Regions from separate parts of the Arachis hypogaea genome. Here region 1 is linked to region 2. The links are chromatin contacts, called in public Hi-C maps. All regions are on one chromosome and are shown on one strand. The core of a region is the stretch at or near the end of the contact, and the rest is flanking DNA. Distances in the headings are between cores, read along the strand shown. Region 1 holds the start of LOC112727587 (small ribosomal subunit protein eS24z). Region 2 holds the start of LOC112727584.

What was found. Hi-C and Micro-C count contacts between places; a contact is called where the count stands out from the background.
Region 1: a contact with region 2 is called in a Hi-C map of leaf, with 2.2 times the contacts expected there. The contact joins the promoter of LOC112727587 here to the promoter of LOC112727584 in region 2. A contact is called at or near these places in 3 of 8 Hi-C or Micro-C datasets (leaf and an unstated tissue).

The regions. Positions count from the first base shown.
Region 1 is chr12:83,104,096-83,109,003 of arahy.Tifrunner.gnm2.J5K5, forward strand. LOC112727587 (small ribosomal subunit protein eS24z) reads left to right here and starts at 2,828. Exons shown (of 6, transcript XM_025777392.2): 1 at 2,828-3,287; 2 at 3,889-4,023; 3 at 4,187-4,228; 4 at 4,346-4,516. The coding sequence starts at 3,952.
Region 2 is chr12:82,584,752-82,589,492 of arahy.Tifrunner.gnm2.J5K5, forward strand. LOC112727584 reads left to right here and starts at 2,787. Exons shown (of 9, transcript XM_025777387.2): 1 at 2,787-2,863; 2 at 3,294-3,373; 3 at 4,025-4,137; 4 at 4,254-4,537; 5 at 4,633-4,741. The coding sequence starts at 4,465.

The DNA.
Region 1 (4,908 bases), core at 1,578-4,077, 520 kb after region 2:
GGATCGACCCTTACTCACGTAAGGTTTATTACTTGGACGACCCAGTGTACTTGCTGGTTAGTTGTATCGAAATTGTGAAAAAGAAATAAAATTATGAACGTGCGTATTAAGTTTGTAGCGCCGTTACCATGGAATGAACGATCACGATTTCGTGCACCACCTAGTCACATGCTTGTGGTGTTCTTGTGTCAACTAATCATTGAGACAAAACATTCAGAGTCGATCAATTGCAATTAAACAGAGTATACCAAAGGCTTTAAGCACCACTGTTTGGAAGTAACTGAAAGGAAAATTAGAACTTAAAGAGAGTTCCCCAGTTAAGTGCTTGTGGTGTTTCTGTGTCAAGTGAAGTTTGAGACAAAACATTTAAAGTCACAATTCAAGTAACAATTCAAGTTTGATGTTGTGATGAGTGAGCATCTTTTCTATCTTTTTCTAGTGAATTTGCATTTAATTTGATGAGTTTAATCAAGAATTAATTATCTTTTAACTACTATGGATGCTACTATGGATGCTACTTTGAGTCTTGTGCAATTCTGTTTATTTTAGGTAGCATTCGGTTGGATTTGATGGAATTTCTGCAGCACAAGAATTAAAGGAGATGACAGCGAGGATCGACGCGTGCGCGTACCTGACGCGTGCGTGTGATTTAGAGCTTTCCATGGCGACGCGTGTGCGTACCTGACACATACGCGTGAAAAGTGAAGTTGCACAACGACGCGTGCGCGTACCTGACGCGTACGCATGACACGAGAAGAAAACCATCGACGCGTACGCGTGATTGACGCGTACGCGTGACATGCACCACGTACAGAAAACGCAGAAAATGCTGGGGGCGATTTCTGTGCTGTTTTTGACCCAGTTTTCGGCCCAGAAAACACAGATTAGAGGCTGTAGAATGAAGGAACACTTCCCGTTATTTTTCAGGTTAGGCGTGGATCCTACGAAGCAAGTGGTCCCCATTCATCAATTGAAGACTTGCTGATTATTTAATTAATTCTTATTTAAACTTTATTTTTATCTTGAAAATAGAAAAAGATATTATTTTAGTTTTAGAAATTAGATTTTTAATTAATTAGGATTAGATATAAAAGAGAAAAGAAACTTCCCTTATGGGGATCCCAACATTAGTTAACTTTTCATTCCACCTCAGCCCAATTTACAATCCTAATTTTCTTCTCTGAATCATGAGCAACTAAACCTCCATTGTTAAGGTTAGGAGCTCTGTCTATTTGTATGGATTGATTCTATTGCTTTTCTATTTTAATTCATGCACTGATTTATAATTCAAGAATTGTTTTTGTTCTTTATCTTATGAAATTGGGTGGAACGGAAGTATGACCCTCTTTCTAATTGAGTTCTTGTATAACTTGAAAAAGCTCTTTACTTGAACAATAGCTTGAAAACAATTTCTCCTAAATTCTAATTATCTGGACTTAACGGGATACGTGACATATAATCCTCTTATATTTGGATAATTAGGATTTTTGTGGCATAATAACTAGAATTAAACATCACCCTCTAATTGGAATTAATTGATCAAGGAATTGGCAGTTAATGAGAATTAGAGGAGACTAGAAAGGTCTAAGGAATTAGGGTCTAGTCACATATAGTTTGCCATGAGTCAAATCTTACATGATTAAAATAGTTAATAAGAAAAGTTAATCCGGAAAAATAGATAACTCTGAAACCTTAACTGTTTCTCCATATTTTATTCCCAACTTATTCACATGCCTGTCTTTAAACTCTGAATTTACTGTTTAATACTCTTTGAACTCTCAAACACTATTTTCTACTTGCCTAACTAAGTGAATCACTTAACCATTGTTGCTTAGTCCTTCAATCCTCGTGGGATCGACCCTCATTCACCTAAGGTATTACTTGGTACGACGCGGTGCACTTGCCGGTTAGTTTGTGGTTAGAAATTTCGCACCACGCGGCTCGTGGCTCCATGGATGGCAGCGACACTGGTTTCGCGATGAGGACGGCGACGACGACATGGACCCCGCGAAGATGACGACAGACATGACGACGACTCCCAGACGCAGCGTCTTCTCCCTCCTGTGACTCTGGTTTGCGCCTCTCCCTCTCCTTCAACGGTGACAAGACGGTGCAGCGGCAGTGATTCCTGTCAGCGCCGTCTTCCCTCTCTTCTCTTCTCTTCTCTGCCTTCCGTTTCTCCTTCTCTCCCTCTACGTTTTCTTTCTTTTTTTTTTTTTTTTTGAATTTCTGATGCTGCTATGTTTGGGTACAAGGAGGTTTGGCGGCTAGGATTTTTTTAGGTGAAAGGGAAAATGGATTTTGGTTGTTAGGGTTAGAGTTAGATGAAATTTAGGTTTTTTTTAGTTAGGGTTAGGGTTAGATTTGGAGATTTTGGGTTAATTAGAATTTAATAAAATCTAAATCAAATTTAGTTATATTATATTAATTTTAAAATCTAATTTAATCTCTCAAAATTATTTTAAAAATATTATTTAATTATTAATTTGTTGATTGTTTTTTAATCAAATATTTTAATTTAAAATATAAAATAATATAATAAATATTTTTTATTTATAAAAATTAAAATTTTTAAAATCTTAATTATTTAAACTATAACATATAAAATTTTTATTTTAATTATCAAAATTTGATTTAATTATTTCTAAAAAAATAATTTTTTTATAAATCTTTAATAAATAAAAAATTTAAAATCGATTCATAATAAAATTTTTCAAAAATTTTAAATCTTACATCTATTTTTTAGATAATTATTTATTTTGTTAATATTAAAACTTAAAAATAATTATTTTTATAAATATGTATTTATATGGAAAATTATTTTACTACTTCACACTCACACGATATCAAAAGTAAATATATATAACCCTAATTTTACATTTTGCCCTCTTTTCGCCGCTGCAGTCTACCCTTCACCCTCACCCACACCCACACCCACACCCATACACAGAGATCAGAGACACCACTCGGCCACTCCTTCTTCCTTGACCACCACCGGAGACTGCTTGCCGGAGACCGCCCGCTCTTCCTCGCGTTAGTACCTCTTCGTCGCGTGCTTCCTCTCGCCGCTTTTCCTTGCGTTCATCCCTCCCTCTTCCTGGTTTAGACGTTATCACCGTCAGTGGTACTCAGTTCCTGCCACGTTGTCGTCCTCTCAGTCCGTGGTCCTCTGTTCTCGCTGCCTTGACGTCCTCGCCGCCTTGCCTTACTGCCGCATCGCCGTCCTCCGTTCTCGTCGGTTCACCGTCCTCCTTCCAGCGAATCAGCTTCATTGTTCAGGACTTCAGGTATTTTTTTATGAAGATCATTTGAGTTTTGTGAAGGTCATTTGAACTGTGAATTGTGAATAGATGTTTTTGGCAGATTCTAAACTAATTGAACTGTGAATTGTGAATAATTGGGAATTGGTTGCGGATATAAACTAGTTTTTGGCTGTTTCTAGGTCGGTGCTAGTACCACCAGAAGAGTACATAAAACTCACAAGATGAAATCTAGAACATAGTCGGATTTTATAATTTAGTTTTCTGTCATCTTACTTGTTAAGTTGTTGTGTGTGATGCTGCTGTTATTGTTTATATGTCTAAAAGAATTAGATATCATGAATTATACTTGTTCACTTGTTCTTTGGTCCTGTTTAGTTGTGGTGAGATCCTCCTATTATTGTTTATTTTTGTTATTTAAGAAAAGTTTGTTTAAAAATATTTTAGGAATAAATAGGTTTAAAAGTGTGAATAAAAGAGTTTTATTGAATTTTTTATGTAGCAATATGCATTTAAATAAAGTTTCTGTTTTGCGGATACATCTGATCCAATCCGATCCGTATACACCTGGGTTTAAGTAAAAAAAAAATTGCAAGTTAGGGTTTGCCCCTTATAAATATGGATGTAGTTTTGTTAGGGTTTCAACACTACACTCTTCCAGCACGATTAGGGTCCTCAAGCTTCAACAAACATGGCTGACAAAGCGGTTACCATCAGAACAAGGAAGTTTATGACTAACAGGCTCCTCTCCAGAAAGCAATTCGTGAGTTCGTTCACCATTCTCACTTTCACACTGTTTTTATGGCTTTATCATAGACTTTAAGTATCTAGATTTTGGAATAATTGGGATCTGATAATGATAGATGAATTGAGCGCTACATACGATTTAGCTGAGCCTCGTTTTCTCTTTAATTGTGTGGTTGTAGGTCATTGATGTTCTTCATCCAGGGAGGGCAAATGTTTCTAAGGTACATTCTGTTTGTTAGCCGAAAACTTTAGATTTAATTGATTTTTGTCAGGTAGTTATTGGTTGGACAATAATGGTGTTTAGGGTTTCTAATTTTTGTTGTGTTTGGAATATGAAGGCTGAGCTTAAGGAGAAGCTTGCTAGAATCTATGATGTTAAGGACCCCAACACCGTGTTTGTGTTCAAGTTCCGCACCCATTTCGGAGGTGGCAAATCCACTGGTTTTGGTTTGATTTATGACACTGTTGAGAATGCTAAGAAGTATGAGCCTAAGTACAGACTAATTAGGGTAAGATAACTCGGTTTTTTGTTTTTCTAATGTGGTTTTTGTTCATGAGTGTAATTGCTATGGAATGAGAAACACTTTCATGCAACTAGGATGTATGTTTTTGTAAATTGTAAGACTGGTAAGTTAGTGCTTACTAATATTAATTGTTATTGGATGACCTCTATGTATAATAATATAGTACTCTGATGCTGTCAGCACTGTTTTTTATTTTTAGATTGGAGTTGCATGGGGTGAAAATATGTTGTTCTTTATTGTTGATCCATAATGTAACATGAAATTGTATACTGTTATGATTAATGAGCATTAACAATAGAGATGTTCCAAAAGATTAATTTGAAAGCTTGTGCATATTAGAATTCATTAGTTTTCAGATGAAATCATTAGCTCTTTTT
Region 2 (4,741 bases), core at 1,537-4,036:
TTAGGAGTTTTGGGATATGAGGTTGTTTTGAGGAATGGAAAGTGTGAGTGTGTGATTTAGGTTATAACGGGTTGAATCAGACTAAGAAATTAAGGAATTGTTTAGTGTTTGAGATAATGAGAAAGATTTAATATTGTTTTCATTTAGATGGAAACCTTAAAGAGTAAGAAAGAGTGTAGTTACTGAGAAAGAGCTAGACGAAGCTAAGAGTGAAACAAATGGGTATGACTTAGGCTTGAATTTGGTTAAGTTTATGATCTTGTACATGAGAATGGAAAATGTGAATTAGCGTTTGAATTGATGTTGGAAAATGGCAGAATGAATGATATGAGGTCGGTTGAATTTAAGAAAGCATATATGAAGATTCGAGAGCAAATTTTCGAGGGCGAAAATTTTTGTTAGGGGGTAGGATGTAAACCCCAAATAATTAGTAAATAATTAACTAATAAATTAATTATTATTTAAAGAAATTAGAAAATCAAATTTTATAGTTTCATGAAGTAGAAATAATTAAAATATGAATTTTGACACTAATTTTAAAGATTTTGGCCCAAAATTGGCCCAACAGGACAAACCGGTTGGATTGGACCCAAACCGGACTCATGACCCAACATATATAATGCATAACTCAGCCTTCTTCCTCAAACACTTGATGGAATCAGGCTGAATAGGGTAGAAACGCGAAGAAGAACCTTAACCCTCTGTTCCGATTTTCAATCGTCCATAACTTTCAATCTGGAGCTCCGATTGACGAGCCGTCAGCGGCCATGCATTCATCTCATAATTCTCTACAAAAGTCACATATCATATTGTTAAGAATCTAGAAATTTTTTACTCAGCCACTCTTCCCTAATTTCAAAATTTAAGGTTTTGAGTTTGATAGATTATGTGATTTTGATGTTCTAGGCTTGGATTAGCTTGAGGAAACTATTGGGTTTGTTCATTTGATGGGGGTAAGGTAAGAAACTGTTGAACCCTTATGAATTATTGAATTAGTGAACCCTATGATGATTATAGTGATATTGTGTGAATTAGATTGTGTTCTTGTTGATTTGGATTTCAATTGAGCGGTTTGGAATGAAATTCGGGCGATTAAGCTCGAGGAATTGACATTTAGAAGCTTGGAGATTGTGAAAGGAGAGATTTTTAAGGTGTTCCGAGCTTAGGAAGGAATCGGCCAAGGTATGGTTTTGATTTCTCGTAGAGAAAATATAAAGTAACGTGAAAACTTAGGCTAGAAGACCACAAGATAGGAATGAACTAAATGAATTATTGATGGATTATGTATATAGTATACAATGTGTGTATAAAGGATAAATGAATTTGTATGTGCTGGATTGTGACTTTGATAAGTATAAAATAAACATGATTGTTGATATGTTGAGAATTGATGGTGAGTTTATGATATTGAATTGAATGGATTGGTTGAGAGATGTATGATTTGATTTTATAAACAGTTTGTTATTCGAGTTGGTTGGTTTTGGAAAAAAGATTTAATATTAGAATTTGTTTGATTTTGAAATGATTTGATACTAGGAATGATCTGAATACTGAAAGGTATTTGGTTTGGTGGTTGGGACCCTTGAAGGGTGGCAAAAGTTCAAGTTTTAGAAGAGATGCTGTCGAAGTTTTTATGAAAATAGGAGGCTTCATTTGAAGTGGTTATTTAGGAAGATTTAAATTTTTAAGAATTTTATAATTTGATTTCGAGTTATTAAGAAAAGGATTACGTTTTGAGATTGATTTATTTAGAAAAGAATGAATTGTGTTTTGAGTATGAATTGTTAATAAACGAAATGGGACGTCTGATAATAAGGAATGAACGTTGATGAGAATTGATTTTTAAGTATAATTGTTAAATGAATATGAATGAATTATAATGATAATGAGATGATGATGAATGAGTTTGAATTGAGATGATGTTGGCTGATTTTGATTGATATATATATATATATATATATATATTGGCCAGGAATAAATTGAGACACCGGGTAAGATGCGGTGGCGTTGTCCACTCGCTCAGGGTCGGTGATGGAGTTGTATGAGATATGATTAAGGATGAGGTTGGCTATGAGGAAGAGGAAGGTTGAGGACTGAGTTTGATTATGAATTTGAATGAATATGAATAAATTGTAATGATAATGAGAATGAATTTTTGAATGTGACTCCGGGTAAGATGCAATGGTGTTATCCACTTGCTTCGGGAGAGTTCGAGGCTTCGGGTAAGATGCAAAGGCTGAGTTCTGTAACCACTTGAGACTGTAACACAGCCCGGGTAAGAGGCAGTGGTGAGGTTGTCCCCTGCTTCGGGTACGTGGGTAAGATGCAAGGGTTGCAGCATTATCCCACTTGCTCCGTGTTTGGTGTTCTGTCCAGGGTTAGCTACCAGACATGTCGAGTTTGGCTTGATAACTGACAGATGAGACTCCTCGGCCATAGGGCAGACATACATCATATGCATATGTGTGCTTTGTTTGATTGTGCATTAATTGAGCTTGCCTATGTGATTATTATGCTTACCTACTATATTTGCTACTTGTTGTATCTGTATCCTACTTGTATTTGCTTTGTCTGTATTGCTTATTGTTTGTATTTGGTTTATGTTTATATATGTGTATAGATTCTCTAGCTTGTATATATTATATTTTGTCCCTCTTAGAGGTTGACTTGGAGAAACAGGAATTATATTTATCTGTTGGTTTATTTATGGGTTTGTATATATATATATATATATATATATATATATATATATATATATATATATATATATATATAGTAGGGTGTTACAGTTATTGCCTTTGCGGTTTCTGAGTCCAAGAAAAACAAGCAGATATGGAACCTTAAGAAGTCCGTTGAGCTTAGGGTAGTAGACTGATTCCTTTTCCTTTCACCTTTACTCTTCTCAATTTGATTAGTTTAATGCATATCATTATCTGAATAAGATATTATTAGAATTTTGTGTTTCCTTTTCATGATTTTGTCTCCTTTTTAAGATTCGATTCGAAATTTCACTTTCTGTGGTAGTAGGGACGCTTGGTTTGCATTTAATTCAAAACTTAAATAAACTATTTGTATGCTTGTTTTCTTGTTTTAAAATTATGATTTTGTTTTATTTTTGTGGCTTTTTACTTACCAGTCACGATTCTTCAATCATTAGCTTCACCTCAGTTGTCGGTAGACACTAGAAATGCCATGCTTCTAATCTTAACTATTTAAATGAATAAAATGTAAAATATGATTTTCTCATCTTTTTTGTTAATTAATATTAATTATGTCATGGATTGGTGTACCAGACTTCTACAATTGGAACTGTGTTAAGCTGAGATATTGTGATGGAGCTTCATTCATTGGAGACGCTATCTTTGATAATAGGGTAATTATATCACCACAAGTTTACATGAATATGACTTCTTATAATTTCTTTTAAAAAGATAATCAGTGAGCAAATACTATGAATTGTAAAATTTTGACTATATGCATATATAGTCAATTAAATATTTGTCTAGGAAAATTCGTTATTTGTAGGCATCTTTTGAACTTTTCTTTAATACTTTGTCTCCTTTCGATCGAATCTCAGCAAGCCAGAGAAGAAAATGATCTCTAATGTAGTGTCAATATGATAGTTGATTTGTGATATTGAGAGGGAATGAAAGTGAGTCATTTCTATTTCTGGTTAAAACAGAACAAAATTAGATTTCTTAAATGAGAAAATGAAAAAAAAAATTGCAGTAAAATAAAGAGGAAGGTGCTAACAATAACAATTTTCATGAGTCTTCTTGCTTAAAATAAAGAGCTATGCCTCAAAGTTGATAAAAGCTACGACTGAGTGTTGGAACTTTCAATCATCTCCCCAATTAAACTTTGAAGATTATGTGATCTGCAGCTTCTATGTGATTGGAGTCATATTTATGAAGAGGAGGAATGTTTATAAATAAAAGAATTTATGAAATTTGAATGAAAATTTATGAAACTAGTTCATAATTTATGAAATAGAATGTTCATAAATAGAATGATTTTGTTACAGGTGCAACATGTTACACAGTGTAGCAAAACAGAATGCATCAACTTCAAAGTTCAGATACCATTGCACTTTGAAGCTCTCATTTCTCATCCAGATACTAATCACAATAAACTCAAGTACACTAGTTTCTCTCTCTCTCCCTCTCTCTCTCTCTCTCTCTATATATATATATATATATATATATATATTTATATTTGTTTATTGATAATTTTTCATTTATATTTTTTTGAAGCAAATATGAGGGATCCATGAAACAAATGGATCACTGGATTATAATGAACCGAGTCCGACCCAAATAGCAAATTTGGTGAAGCAATCAAACTAACCCAAACCAAGCTTCGTTGTCTCTTGGCCTGGGTCAGGTAGTCGAGAACTGAAACTGATGATTGTAACTGCATAACAGGATTGGGACTTCGGAGGAGGTACCATTTCAGAAGCTAAAAATGGTTGAAAAGAGATTAAGCATAACCTTAACAATAACATTCGCTGCTATTTCCTTTTCCACTGCAATCTCTGGTATGTTACACACAGAACTACTTTTCCCATGTTCTCTTTAATTGCTTATTTATTTATTTATTATGAGTATTTACTAAAAGTTTGAAGCTTTGTAGCTGTCCATGTTCTGTTAGCATATGTCTTGAGTAAAAAATGTAAGGGTTTGAAGTCCAAGATTCTTGAGCTAGAGGCATCTCTCAAGTCTTCCTTAGATAAATGTGCCTC